Linked DNA regions of Danio rerio: region 1 is linked to region 2. The links are chromatin contacts, called in public HiChIP or PLAC-seq maps. All regions are on one chromosome and are shown on one strand. Each heading gives the region's core, a stretch centred on a gene start, on an enhancer-like site or on the middle of the called end of the contact. The rest is flanking DNA. Distances are from core to core; before and after follow the strand shown.

Region 1 (6,756 bases), core at 1,163-3,662, 110 kb after region 2:
GGGAGCGCTCTTTTTCTCTCACACACACATACAGGAATTTAAACGTGCACAAATACACCTTTTAAACTTGACAAAAACTCTCGAAAACCTTTACTGTCTGCTGTGTCTTTAATATGGTGTGAAAATTATAATGCGTTATTGAAACATCAAGGAGGACGCAGCAAAGAACGTCACTATAAATTAAAACTACTTTATTATTTTATGCAACACCCTTACATTTAAAAGGGAAACATAAGGGTGATCATACGCAAAAAGACCCCATTAGGCTAGATGTTTTCTTTTCCTTATTTATTGATTTGTTTGGCGCATGTACTCATGTGCGATCCGAAAACTGTGCCCGCCTCTTCTTTCACTCCGCCCCGAAGCCCCAGTTGGCCCTCTTTGGCCCAAGATATTCGGCAGTTTGAAAAAGGCCGGCCGCTGGCCCCAAGAAAGCTCCGATTGTTTTAAAAATGCTGATGGCTCACAGAAAGAACCTTATAGAGCCAAGCTAGAGGTCGACTTTGTAGATAAAACCTTTTTTGTTTTTTAAATAAAAAGTCTTAAAATGTAAACAATTTATTAATATTATTTGATCTTTTATTTATAAGTTGTCATTTAACAAGAATATGTCAATAACTCAATTTTGACAAATGTCAGATAGAACCTTATAATTCTAAGGTGACGATTTGTTGAGTGTGCTTAGTATTTCCACAGTTCACTTTACCACAGTTTCAATGATGAAGAGTTTGTGTTGGTTGACAACATCTTTAACACATTCAACTTAAAACAACACATACTGTTACAATTTGAGCTATTTAATATCACCATCATTCACTCACCATCAGTTTCAGCTGCCTCTCGTGCCTCTTTTTCCAAACGCTGTCTCAGAAGCTCTTGCTGTTTGGCCAGGTACTGCTTAATGAAGCTATTCTGACTCATTTCCTCCCCGATCTAAACAAACACACACGCAATGCAAAATGGTATGAGTGCTGTAGTGCAGTTAGGCCATCCAAACAAGAACAAATTTATTTCAACAATACATCACAGATCAGCTCACCCGGGAGTTGGGCTGCAGGCCAATGTGTGGAGTGGAGGTTTTCTGAAGGTTCTCCAGCATGAGAGCCTGTTGCACATGCAAAATAACAGAAACACAATTCAACATCTGTACTAATATGCAATACTGCGACTTGTGCACTTAAAACTTACATTTTCAGGTGGTTCTAAACATTTATGAGCGTTTTCCTTTTCCTGAACATTATTTATAATATAATGTATAAAATCATTTACATTATTTATAATTTTGGATAACAGTCTACTTTGACTTCCGTTGTGTAAAATAATATGTAAGCCAATGGGAAGAAGCAACCTTTTGGTTACACGTGATCAACAAAAAACGTCTGTTTATCGGAGTAAACGAATACAGGTTTTAAACAAGTGTATGGCGAGTAAACGATGTCAATTTACATATGAGAGAAATGTCTCTTTTACGTTATGAACACATTAATGAGCAGTCATTTGTTTATGGTATGAGGATTGCATAGACCCGACTGAACGATCGGCAGTCATCGTGAATCCAAAATCATATCACTTACATGGATTAATGTATACTCTAATTTCTTCATATCCCAAAATAAAAAATTGCACAAAATGTGATGAAGAATCTAATCGTGAAGGTGACAGACATTTGTTTACATCTGTCCAGTAACAGAAACTTCAGATCAAACTTCAAAGCAGCTGTGGCGCGCGACACATCAATCAATCAAATCCTCCCACCGACGCAAAGCAACCGCTCTGCGACTTCACTGTTTGTTTCAGCAAAAGCACATGCCATTCAAGCGTTAAGACGTGTTTAGTCTTTCGAAAACGTCATAAAAAAATAAAAACAGACTTTTTGGCAAGCGCGTCCCCGTTTCATAACCCCCACCCCCCTAACACCTTATGCACTAACAAAGCGCGAGCCCGCCGACAACTTAAAAAGCTCGCAGTTCACAGCCATCCAGAGACTTGTAAACAGAAGCGCATCGCCAGACCCCGCTGCGAGGTCTGCGCCCTCCCAAAACTCTAATGTACGGCAAATAAACAGCACTTTTGCAAGTCACACACAAACGCACAAACAGGCATCAACGGGGGGAACATGATGACACTCTACAAACTGGATGAGCACCCCAGCTAGTGCGCGCTAGCAGCTAGCGAGAGACCACCGACGCTCGGCCTCCCAATCACGGTCCTCGGACTCCGCGGAGCCGAGAAACCAGCGACTCACACTTACCCCTTTGAGTCTCTTGACGAGGGCATTTTTCTGTCCGCTCTTCGGAAGCCCTCGCTCTTCCAATGCAGCCTTCAAGTCCGCTACCCGGAGCGAATGCAGCGGCCTCCCGTCCAGCGTAACATCTTCGAGGTCCGCCATCTTGATTCCCTTCACTCGTTCTGTAGCTTGCGCGGACCGCAACGCCTTCCTCATTGACGTCAGCGCGCAACGAGCGTTTCCGGAAAAGGCGGAGTTGAAGCGCACTCAGGCAGAACAACATCAAGTTGTTTGTTTGGTGTTTTATCAGGTTAACAGGCAGTATACATGCATTTTTGCGTTTAGATCACATTAGGCACGATTAGATCGCACATTATTAATTGATTTTCAGACATTAGGCAAGCAAAGAGGATATTCTCTGGTAGTCAGCTGTTGGTTTGCCAACCAATTTTCAATAGAAACCCGGTAAACATTGTTTCATTTATTCGCCTTAAAGTAGTTCCAGTCAAGTACTTATGAGTTTGATTTGTCTTTTGAACACAAAATAAGTGTTTATTCTTCAAAAGTGGGCTCAAAAGAAGAAATTCAAAGAGGTTTGTACAAGGATTGAGTGAATAATAACAGAAATTAAAATTTGAATGAACCATCCCTTTAGTTCTGTGTTAATCTTGTTTCATATTCTCAGAAAATCAGGTTGGAATACTGAAAAGTGTTCAATATTGGGGGCGGGACTTTAATGCACATTAATCTACTACGTTTTGGTGTTTGAAAATAATAATCAGCATCAATAAAAATTCTAAATTTAGTCCTCTATATTACTCCGAATGTATTAATGAATTAGTATTTTTTGTTCTTTTTCAATAAACTAGATTTTGGATTTGATATTGTGTTCCCAAGTGGCGCAGATTCAATTCATTTATTCGGTTCTTTTGAACTGCTCGTTTAAAATGATTCAGTTTAAACGAAATCAACTCAAAGCAGTTTAGCTAGCTCTTTTATCTTTGGCTGTAAAGTGTTATTATTGTAACGTTTTGTACATTCATCATCAACATATGCTTCACTAGCTATACTGACAAGGTCAGAGTCGGTACCGAACCACTGGTAATCATTCCGTTTTGCCTGTTTATATTCAGTGAAGTGCCAGTCAACTTTATTTTTTATGAACCATCACAAGGACCAGGGTTTCAGCAAAAAATCTTCAGCTCTTTTTAGGGAAATTAAAGTCAAACATAACGTTACAACATTGGGTTTCCAAAGGGTGAGTAGATTAACATAAAATGCTCATTTATGGCCGTCAACTACACTTTAAAATGTCGTTAATTTGATCAGCGCCTGCTTGAGTTCGATTCTTCAGCGAGATGTCAGCCTGGCTTTGTAAACTGAAAAGATCCGATCCACAATGATTCGTTGGGGGTAGCAGGAGCTCCATGGCAGATGATGAAAGCGGCAGCGGCTCCGCTTGAGCTTCTTTGCGGCTCCTCGACCGTATTTACTGTCTGGTTACCGACGATAAAAGCAACAGCCTGATTTTTTTTCGACGTAATGTGAGAAAAATCGACCAAGAAAAGGGTAACATTTTGATTCAAGTGACTCGTTACTCGTTTGTTTTGGTTAGCGAGCACAGTGTGTCTTGACAAGGAAGTGAATACATGTATCCTACTACAGTCATTGTAACATGCAAATTTTATATTTTAACGAACCGAATTATGATGTAGGCCTACGTGGTTTAAATCTTCCAGTTATTAAATCGCACAACAGCATCAAGGCAATCTGTTTCTTTTAGATTAGTTCAGTAGCACCAATGATAAACTGTTGATATCCTCCTTTTTATGTCATTATGCAGAAATGGCTTGGTTCCACCATGCTTTGCAAGGCTCGGGCCAGCCAGATGCACCCACCGTGGAAGATGTGTCCCATACACAGGTCTCTATGCACACCATTACCCAGTTAGGAATGTCTGATGGACAAGGTTGGTCAACCCTCCCTTCGGTCTCCATCTCAGACTTTCCCTCTGCCTCAGGAGGAATTGTCCCCCAGCGACTGGAAGCTCTGTCCTGCACATCTCTCAGCATGGGCTCCAGACAAGATCCTGTGCCGCTGTCTTTTGTGACGCTTCAGGAGCAAAGATGTGTGCTCAGCTGGTTTTTGGGATGGAATGTTGCTCAGAAACAACGCTTTCTGGAAGATCTGATCTCAAAGGCTGTACCTGGAAAGGTGTCTAGTTTATTAGACCAGCTCAACACACTACAGGTGCTTTATTTTGGGTCTATGTCAAACTTAATAGCTTTGTCTTTGGTGGTTGATTTTTCTGTAATTAAAGGTTCAGCCACCCACCATTATGTTGATCTAAACCATTGAGAGTTTTGTTCATCTTCAGAACACAGATTAATATATTTTAGATGAACTTCGAGAGGTCTCTCGTTCACCATAGACAGCAATTGTCCCGAATCGTTACAAAAGTCCAAAAAGGTACGACAAAAATCCTCAAAACCAAACATATGTTGTTGCAGTGGTTCAATCTCAAGATTATTAAGCATTGAGAATACTTTTGTGCACACATGAAACAAAAATAATGACTTGATTCAACAAATGTCTTTTCAGTATAGGGTGTGTGCGTTCATATGCACTGTGCAGTGATGTATACCCCAAAATCCTGCACATGATTTTCTTTGTGTGAAAGAAAGCTCAGGTGAATCTGAGGCTTTTGTCAGAGGTACGACACGCATACAAACGAAAGGACAGCACCCCTGTGAATGCATGGTCTAATACTGACACTAATGCCTAGTTCACACTAAAGGATCTTAAGCCTGATTTGAGCCCGATTTGGAAGTTAACGAGCTCGCCGACAGATCGGGCTGTGATCAGGAAGAAATCTGCGGGTGCTCGGCGCTCGGCGCTCTTTATGTGTGAACTACTGAACAACGCATCAACGAGGCTCGCTGGCGCGTCGCCGACACCTCGCAGACGGAAATCCAACATTTAGCATGCTAAATATTCCAGAGCAGTCGGCCGACTCAACCCCACGTGTGGTCAGATGTAGTGACGAGCTGCAGCCAATGAGAGAGCATATCAGCATGAGCTGAATGCCTGTGTGTTCAGGAGCTCAGCAGAAACATCTGTGATTGGTCAGAATGGGCATCGGTGCACTCGCTTGATTCTACGTTAACACAGACATGAGAGTAGGCTATATTAACAGTGGAACTAGAATTCTGTAACTATTAAAATTACCATACTGCTCATTCTGACCGTTCTCATATAAAACGCCATACTGTCATATCATATTTACATTCAAAGCTATTATTGAGATATTAAAATTAAGCTTTGAATGTCTGGCATCATATTTAATGACACCATTACCCTAAAAATATAATCTTTTTTTTGGTAATACAGCCTATAAATATGTAGTTAAGATACTAAAACACTTAAAGGTCTTGGCTTTCATTTTCACTTTCAAACAGGAGCTATTCAGCACAGAATATGCTGTTTTGAAAGATATCTGAAGTAAATTGATGTTTTTGCCATCAGAAAGTTTTGTTTATGTTAGCAGGAAGAAAATGCACACATATTTAAAGTCACAGCGAAAAGTATCAGACATGCATGCAGTCATTTTGACCAATATGGTAATTTAAGGCAGAAATGCTCAGTTCTTTACTGTTTTGTAATAAAAAAAATAACAATGTCAGAAAGAAATACACTGATAGTTAGAAAGCGGCAGGGTGTTATAAATATGTTAGTTTTTTTTTCCAAAGAGTAATAAAATTACAAACTCTCTGTGTATCTATCCACTGGAACCTGCAGATGAGTGATTAATCCGCTGATAAATCAGCTGATTTGAGATGTTTTTAAATGCTTTCTCCAAAGCTTGAAACGCTGTCAGTGATGTAATCAGCACACAAGCAGCCAATAGTGTTCAGCTTTTTCTGACGAATCCTCCCTCAAAATTTCATTGGCTGTGGTTTGGTAGCTTAAATGAGCTGATGGGGAATGAGTTGTTGTCAGATCATGTAGTGTGTGACCCCCCTCTTGTGGATCATTCACAGAGTGTTGCGTAGTGTGAACACCACAGAGATTAAAAGACACAAAGTCAAGTCATGTAGTGTGAACGGCACAGCGATCTGCCGATGTTTAAAATCCTGTAGTGTGAACTAGGCTTAAGGAGAAGAAACTGGTCTGTTTTTAGCATGTTTCTAGTATTTTTCTGGACTTTTAATGTCTATAGAGGATGAGGGGGCTGTCAGATTTGATCTTAAATATTGCAATTTGTGTTCTGAAGACAAACAAAAGTAAAAAAAAAAAAAAAAAGAGGGGAATTTTGGGGTGATTGAACACTTTTATGGTTTAGCTTACCTCAAAATTAACATCTTCCTAATTTACTTACCCTCATGCACAACACTTTTGTTTCTTGGAAGCTTTTTGCCTCAACTTTGAGTGTTTTTTTTAGTCAACTTATTTCTTGTCGTTTTCTTTTCGATGTTTCAGGTGAACGATCGCCCTCCCAACATTTTTGAATGCCAGTTAAGACTGTGGAC
Region 2 (7,532 bases), core at 3,361-5,860:
ATTTCTTATCTCCTCCCACCACCATTTTCGCTCCTCCTGCACTTGGGCTTTTCTTCTTGCTTCCACCTCCACCACCTCCAACTCCTCCTCCTCCTTTCTTCTTGGCTCCGGTAGCCCCTCCTGCGCCCTCTAGGTCTGCTGAGGTTTGTCCGGCAGGTAGTTCATCCTGGTTGAGCACTCGTGGGATGTTCCTTTCACCCCTGGCTTTGGCCCGTGCGATGGCCTCAGCAACAATGCGATTTGCTTTCTCTTGCTTGCAAAGCGTTTCCACTCTCCGTACGGGCTCCTGGATCTTTGCCAAGCGTACCCCGGAAGATGCAGCTGTAGTGGTGGTGCCGGACGTCGAGCCAGCAGCTGAGGTATTGATAACTTTAACCACAGAGACAGCTCCACCAGCGCTGGAAACAGTGTTTGACTGCAGAAAATAGAAACGACTTTTATTCCATTATTCCAGATAGATAGCTCTGTACTTGTTAGCATGAAAGGGTGTGTAAAGAGCACTAGGTAACTATAAGACAATGGTTGACTCTAACAGTGTAAAAGGTATGCTAATTAACAGCTCACTGTAGTTCAGGTGCTTTATAAGAATTTAATTTCTGCTCAAACTACTTCTGATGCTGTAAATAAATTGAAGTTTTAAACCTGTAGTTTCAAAACACTAAATATATCAATGAAAGTCACTCTTAAAAATTCTAACAGAGCAAAGATCAAGGTTGCCTAATGCAATCTGAAAATGTAAATAAACAAAAGCACTCATGTATGACGTGCTACAGCGACTGTCAATTATCCATTTTTGTTTTTACATCATACAGCTTACAAATAATATTTAATTTTGACAGTTGAACTGATAATAAAAGATTTATTAGGTTTTATTACACTTTATGTATTAGTCTCCAAGAGAGAAAACATTAGCATTATTTCAGATGTTAAAAACACCCGAGAAAGTTCACAGAACTATAAAAGAGATTTGAAAAAATGTTCTACCTGTGGCTGCAGCAGTAGTTTAAGGGGCACTGCTAGTCTTTGTCCTCCTTGGCCTTGAGAAATCTGCACCACCTGTGGACTGCCACCAGCATTTGCTGCCCCAGAAACCAACTGAAACTGTTGCAAGAAAAGCTTCAAGTCACCAGCGAGATACAAGTAAAAGCCAATCTTCCAACACCCAACCCTGTCCTTTCGCTCACCTTGGCTCCCTGTTGGTTGGGCTGCTGTTGAACCTGCAGCTGAATAGTGAGCACTTTTGCCTGTGCACCCGTTTGACCTGCCTTGGCTTGGGCGAGTGCTGCCAGCTGGTCTCCCTGCAGGACTAACTTCCCTGGCAGAGAGCCCAACACCAGCCTGGGCTGCTGGCCTTGCTGACCCGACCCTGCAGTTCCCCCTACTGTCACCGTCCCAGCTTGGGCAGCTCCACCTTGTGAGGGCTGCTGTAGCACCAGAGTGATCCTCTTTGCTTCCCCCTGAAAAAGAAAGAGGGGCTTTTAGGTCTCTGACAGCGGGGGAAAAAACTAAATAGAGCAATGCGAACAGTGTTCATTTACCATTGAAACACTTTAACAGTTTATCAATATTTGACATTAGGTGTTATTCTTAAGTGTTCTGTTTATATATTCTGTTGTGCTTTTATTTTTTGTTAATATAAAATGTCTATGTAGCTTTTCATGCACCTTTATTTTTGCACTTTACTTTAGATTGAATACTTAGATTGAATAGTTAAAGCAAAAATGTAAGTGTCAGATATCAGATGTCAAATATCAGATTTTCCCTATAATTTATTAAAGTGGTTTTAAAAGTTGTTTACATCATTTATTAGAGTGGTTTATTCAGGTTTTAGTCTGTATGATGATAATTCAAGTTAAAATCTGACCTGCTGTGGTACTGCAGAAAGTGTGACACTTTGAGGTCGGATGCCTGCTGCTGCCGGAGAAGTAGGAGTCTGCGTTTGGGCTTGTGTTTGTAATGCCACCTGTGTCTGAGCCTGGATCTGCGCCTGAAGCTGTTGCGGCTGCGATGGTGACTGCAGCTGTGTCTGCACAGGTATTTGCACCTGGACAGGCTGTGTCTGCACCTGCGATTGCGTCTGGGGCACTGAGGTCAGTAACACCTGTTTCATTGGGCCATTTGCAGTTTGAACCAGCCTTTGTACTCCAGTGCCAACTTTGACCTGCCCCTGCGCAGGAGATGTCGCATTTAATACCGTCCCTCCAGAAACAACTGCCATGCCGGGCCTAAGAGGGGTCCCTGTCAGAACTCTAGCGAGGGTGACTTTCCCTGGAGAGCCCGTGGCTCCTGTGACACCCTGCAGCACTTGAGTCTGACCCTGCGGGCCTTTCAGAATGACAATTTTTGGGGCGTGCTGTCCCGCTGCCTGTTGCGTAACAGCAGTGATTTGCTGAGTCTGCTGCTGAGGGGTGACTTGAGCCCCTGACACAGGTACACCAAGAGAAGAGCTCAGCAAGACTGTTGCAGCACCACTGCTGTTACTGGCCACCGAGAGGGAGGGCTGAATGGAAATGGGAGCAGAGGCAACAGAGACCTCATGGGGGATCTGGCTGAGCTGCTGAGTTTGAAGGTTTTGCAGTGGAACAGAGACAGGAGTTGGGATTAGAGCTGGATCTGTGACCACGTCACTCAGAATAGGAACACCAGGGTCAGGTATGGGGTCTGTAGGAGGGTCTACTTGGCCCAATGCCAACTTCAGCGCCTCCTCTACTGGGTCTGAGGAACCCTGGGAGAACGCATCCTCCGGCAGGGAGTCCAAATTGAACAGTGGTGTGTCATCAAAGAGGTCCATAATAGGGTCTGCCATCTTGTCAAAAAGTTTGTGAAAAAAAGCAAAGAAAGAGTGATATCCAGTGTCGGTACAAAAACATCCAACAAGTCCGAAAGGATCCTGCAGGTGTGCTGCCAAATTAAAAATAAAACAATATATTTATTATATTATTGTTACATTTATGCATCAGTATATACAAAATAACCCCCAAAACTTTTTTAATAGATATATTTATATGATACATTGATTTTCTTTTCAGCTTAGTCCCTTAACTAATCAGGGGTTGCCACAGCGGGTTGAACCGCCAACTTATCTAGAATATGTTTTATACATACTTTTCAGCTGCAACCCATCACTTGGAAACACCCATACACTCACTCTCACACACTCTCTCTCTCTCTCTCTCTCTCTCTCTCTCTCTCTCCAAGTCACCCATAGCGCATGTCTTTGGACTGGGGGAAACCAGAGCACCCAGAGAAAACCCACACAAAAACGGGGATCAAACCGGCGACCTTCTTGCTGTGAGGTGAAAGTGCTTCCCAATGTGATACCCCCCTCCCGCATGGCAGGTAAGAATACTTATAAGATACATACTTTTATTTAGTTTTAAGCATTTGACAGACAGCTGGTTGGTTGGCGTTTTAATTTCATGCCAGCTTCCATGACAATTAAAATGTTAAACAATATAATAGAAAACTGCAAAACAACATAAACCGCTTTTAAACATGCTTACAAATAAAATCTTTTTGTTTTGAATGACAGATGTTTTTGTCAATGAAACATGAAAAGACTAAAATTTTTAAAACCCATACATTTTGCAAGCACCTTCATCAAGCTCATATTTACATACACATTATAACACTTTAACCATTACATATGAATAAGTATCCAGTACAGCAGGTAAACTTACCTGAAATCAGTGATTAGGGAGTGAGGAATAGGAAAAGAGAGAGTCCACCAGTTCACCCTCTTTCTGCCTCTCTCTCTTCCTCCCCTCTATCCTCTCCTACTCTCTGGAGTTACTTTTCGGTTCTCTGGTTGGACTGAACACTAAGAGATCCATCAATATATGTGTGTACTGATGCCCTGGAGAAGATAAGAACCCATGAAAAAGATTAAAAACATTGAATTGTATTAAATTGAAACATTCAAATGGCACAGTTGCTGTATCCTGCTAAATGGCATTGCCATCACTTCGCATGGCATCATGTCTGACTGACTTGTATCTCACTTAGCATGCATCGCAACGTTGTTTTAAAAAGTGAAAACGAGCAAATATGTATTTTCTGCCAATCATTATTTTTCAAAATCATCTACAAATCGTATATTTGACGTTTACATTACATAAAGCAGTTCTGTCTTCCTTGCCTTGCCATCAATGTGGAACAACAGTCCTAAACCAGACACTCGACAAACCCCATCAATGTTCACAATGGCGAATCCTACTGCTATAAATGCTAAATAAGTGCTCGATCGTCTTGTTGTTCTCTCACGGCCGATTTGAAGTGTATAAGTAAGCCTCCATCATTCATAATACATCTCAGTCTCTCGTTCGGACTCTCTTTCAATCTCTCTCATCAACAAACCGGACCAAACCAAAGGCAACGTGCTACAAAAACCATAGCCCGACTACGAACAGACATGGACAAGGCCGCAAAGCTGTTTCGACTTGGCTAGGTCATATTTTCTACTAAAATATGCCATAATAACGCTGCCATCCACTGCCCTAACTTTCCCAGCAATAATTTCGGGGTGCTAAATTTACCTTTGCATCGACACACATGGCTTTCTCCGTCTCACAACACTGTACGATTACAGGAAACGGCCAGCGTAGAGCAGGAACTAACTTCTTGCCAGCGCTAGGTCGAACGCGCTGCCCCGATCTCATCTGCTGTACGCTGATTGGTCGGTTGGCAGAGGGGCTGTCAAAAGACAAACGTCTCATTGGTGGAACGAGTTGTCTATCAATCCGGTGTGCGGAATTACAGGGCGGGAGACATTAATGGGTATCGGTCGTACAGGTAGTTAGGTTGAGGATGCGCTAAATGCGGCCTACTTGTTATCGCCGGGTTTTGAGATGCTCGCTGCTTAGAATTAAATGGCGATGATTCAGTTATTTTTATTGCTATTTAGGGAAAAATAATATCGAATCATTTAAACGTTGAGCAAATATAATTTTTTGACAGAGCTTTTGTTAGTTTTTTTTGCTATGTATCCAAATGAAGCTTGATGATAATAAATGAAACATTGATGCATTGTGTTAAATGAAAAGGTCGTTTATGAACACAAATGTCTTCATAAATTTAGGCGACAGTTTTGGGGCTGTTTTGTTAGAATTTTTTTGGTTTTGCTATTTAGAAAACATTGTAAATAGAGGTATAAATGAAATGCCAGCGAAAAGCAAAATGCTGCTGAAATATGGAGCCAGATCAGTCTCAAAAATAATAATATTTACAAAATGAAGTTTATACATGCGCAGTACAATACACATTTACAAAGTCCAATTTTTGAATCCAGAACACAATTAATAAATACAACACACAGTTCATAAATTCACAAGTGGAAAATCATAAACATTTTCACCAAATAATTGGATTTGTGTAAATTATGAATCGTGTTTTGAATTTATGAATTGTTTTTTTCTTTAATTGAATTAAATTTTTATTTGACAGATTTTAGTTAAGCTGTATAAGTATCCCAAAACTATATAAAAATAAAATAATAATAATAATAACTAAATAAAAACTGTCCAGGATAAAACACAATTAAGCCGTGGGCTTGTTTCCATTGTGGTTCTCGCTGTTAAATAAAAAAAGTATGGCTTCAAAATACAGCTGATGCATAAAACAAACAGTACTTCCACATTTTAAAACAGGAAATTATTCACAAATACATTTCTTCCTTCATTTATTCGTCTTCTTTTCAGCTTAGTCCCTCTATTAATCAGGGGTCACCACAGGAGAATGAACCGCCAACCTATCCAGCACATGTTTTATGTAGTGGATACCCTTCCAGTATGGAAGGTAATTCCTACCAATTAATTTTTAATTGGTGTTTGGAATTTACGAATTGGCATTGTGTATTTACAAATTGTGTTTTGAATTAATAAATCTGATTTGTGTATTTACGAATTGTGTTTTCAATTTATGAATATAATTTGTGTATTTTTTGAATGGTGCTTTGAATTTACGAATTTGATTTGTGTACTTTTGAATGGTGTTTTGCATTTACAAATATGATTTATGTATTTTTGAATCGTGTTTTAAATTGACGAATTGGATTTTGTAAATGTAAACTGTGTTGTGGACGTATGAATTATATTTTCTAAAAATTTTATTTTTGATACTGATCTGGCTCTATACTAAAATTTGTCAGAAATATTTATATTATAGGCATTACATAACACAATAATACATATATGAAGCAATAACTAAATTTGCACTGCACTGGATGGGCAAATGAATGATAAATGACATGTTGACATAAATTATGTTATGTGAAATCATAACAAACAGGCTTTATGGAAAATAAATATTTACTATAAATATATACTGTTAAAATACCTTTAATGCTATTATATTTTAAAATTATTTTTTAAATTATTTATTTATAAAAAACTATTTATTAATTTGCAGTGCACTTCTGAATTACATATGCAAGGGAAATAATGGTAAATTACTCACATCTAAATAAATTATAAAATGACTTATTTAAACCATCATGAGCAGCAGTCTTTTATGTTTCTCCCACTTTCTTAAAATGTCACAGTAGTTTTTCCACATAAGAGTGATCAATTATTAAATAACTGCTAAAATTAAGAAAAAGTAACCAAAAGTGATTCTTTCTTTCTGTTTTCTTATCACATTCTTCTCCTCATCTTTGCTGTTCTCTTTCTTCGCTTGTTCTGCATGTGTGAATAAGTGTGTCTTTAAACCAATGCAGCGTAACTTATTGACTCTGACAGCCCACCCTGCATGGTCCATAGGAGTCCAGTGTACACTTGCACGTCTGCTTGCCAAAAACTCCATCTGCCTTTGCTCGACCGGTGCCACTGTAGTTCGTATCCGTTATCCATTATGCCTATGCTGCTTTCTGTGATGATTCCTGCTCAAGCCTGCCAGCTCGGATGCTGAGATCTATATTTACAAACAGCTGCTGTTAGTGGTAAAACACCTCGCTGACAGAATTACCACAGGTTGAGAACAAGACATATTTCAGTGTACACAGAATAAGGAGGGATGCAGATTTTTTTTAGTTAAGAGATTCAATTTAATGAGTTTTCTTTTTAAAGCTTTATAATACACACACACACACACACACACACATAGCTCCATAAGCAGGCAAGCATAGACAAACGTAAGAAATAAAAATTCACATCAAGTAGGATTTTTTATTAATATATTACATTACAAGTTAATTCATAAACTGATTTTTTATATGAAAAATTGGAATATCATGTTAAATACATTATTGGGATCATTCAATTGTGTCTTCCTATCATGTTAAATATAGTATTAGGACAGATCAATTGGATCTTCCTATTATGTAATCGTTTTTGGATTAACTATACACATACTGTCTGAAATATAATACTCAAAAACATTCAAATTAATAAATACATTTCTTCACATATCTGTCTGAATAATATTTAATTATATTATCATACTGGTGAAAAATTTGGAAACGTTAAGTGTTTTAATGTTTTTAAAAGCTTTTTAAGTCAAATGTATTTAATTAGAAATTAATGTTTAAATAAATATAA

What was found. HiChIP or PLAC-seq counts read pairs in DNA pulled down with a chosen protein or histone mark.
Region 1: an H3K4me3 HiChIP or PLAC-seq map of gastrula embryo shows a contact between it and region 2, with 2.2 times the contacts expected there. The contact joins the promoter of acin1a here to the promoter of chd8 in region 2. A contact is called at or near these places in 2 of 4 datasets of contacts at active chromatin or transcription factors (embryo and gastrula embryo).

Annotation. Positions count from the first base shown.
Region 1 is chr2:41,246,953-41,253,708 of GRCz12tu, forward strand. It overlaps acin1a (apoptotic chromatin condensation inducer 1a), which reads right to left and starts at 2,413. Exons shown (of 18, transcript XM_073928090.1): 1 at 2,252-2,413; 2 at 1,040-1,105; 3 at 822-933. The coding sequence starts at 2,389. It overlaps si:ch211-14a17.11, which reads left to right and starts at 2,458. Exons shown (of 3, transcript NM_001244794.1): 1 at 2,458-2,820; 2 at 4,071-4,477; 3 at 6,707-6,756. The coding sequence starts at 4,073.
Region 2 is chr2:41,136,909-41,144,440 of GRCz12tu, forward strand. chd8 (chromodomain helicase DNA binding protein 8) reads right to left here and starts at 4,611. Exons shown (of 39, transcript NM_001347671.1): 1 at 4,536-4,611; 2 at 3,681-3,856; 3 at 1,865-2,901; 4 at 1,185-1,457; 5 at 985-1,101; 6 at 1-415. The coding sequence starts at 2,806.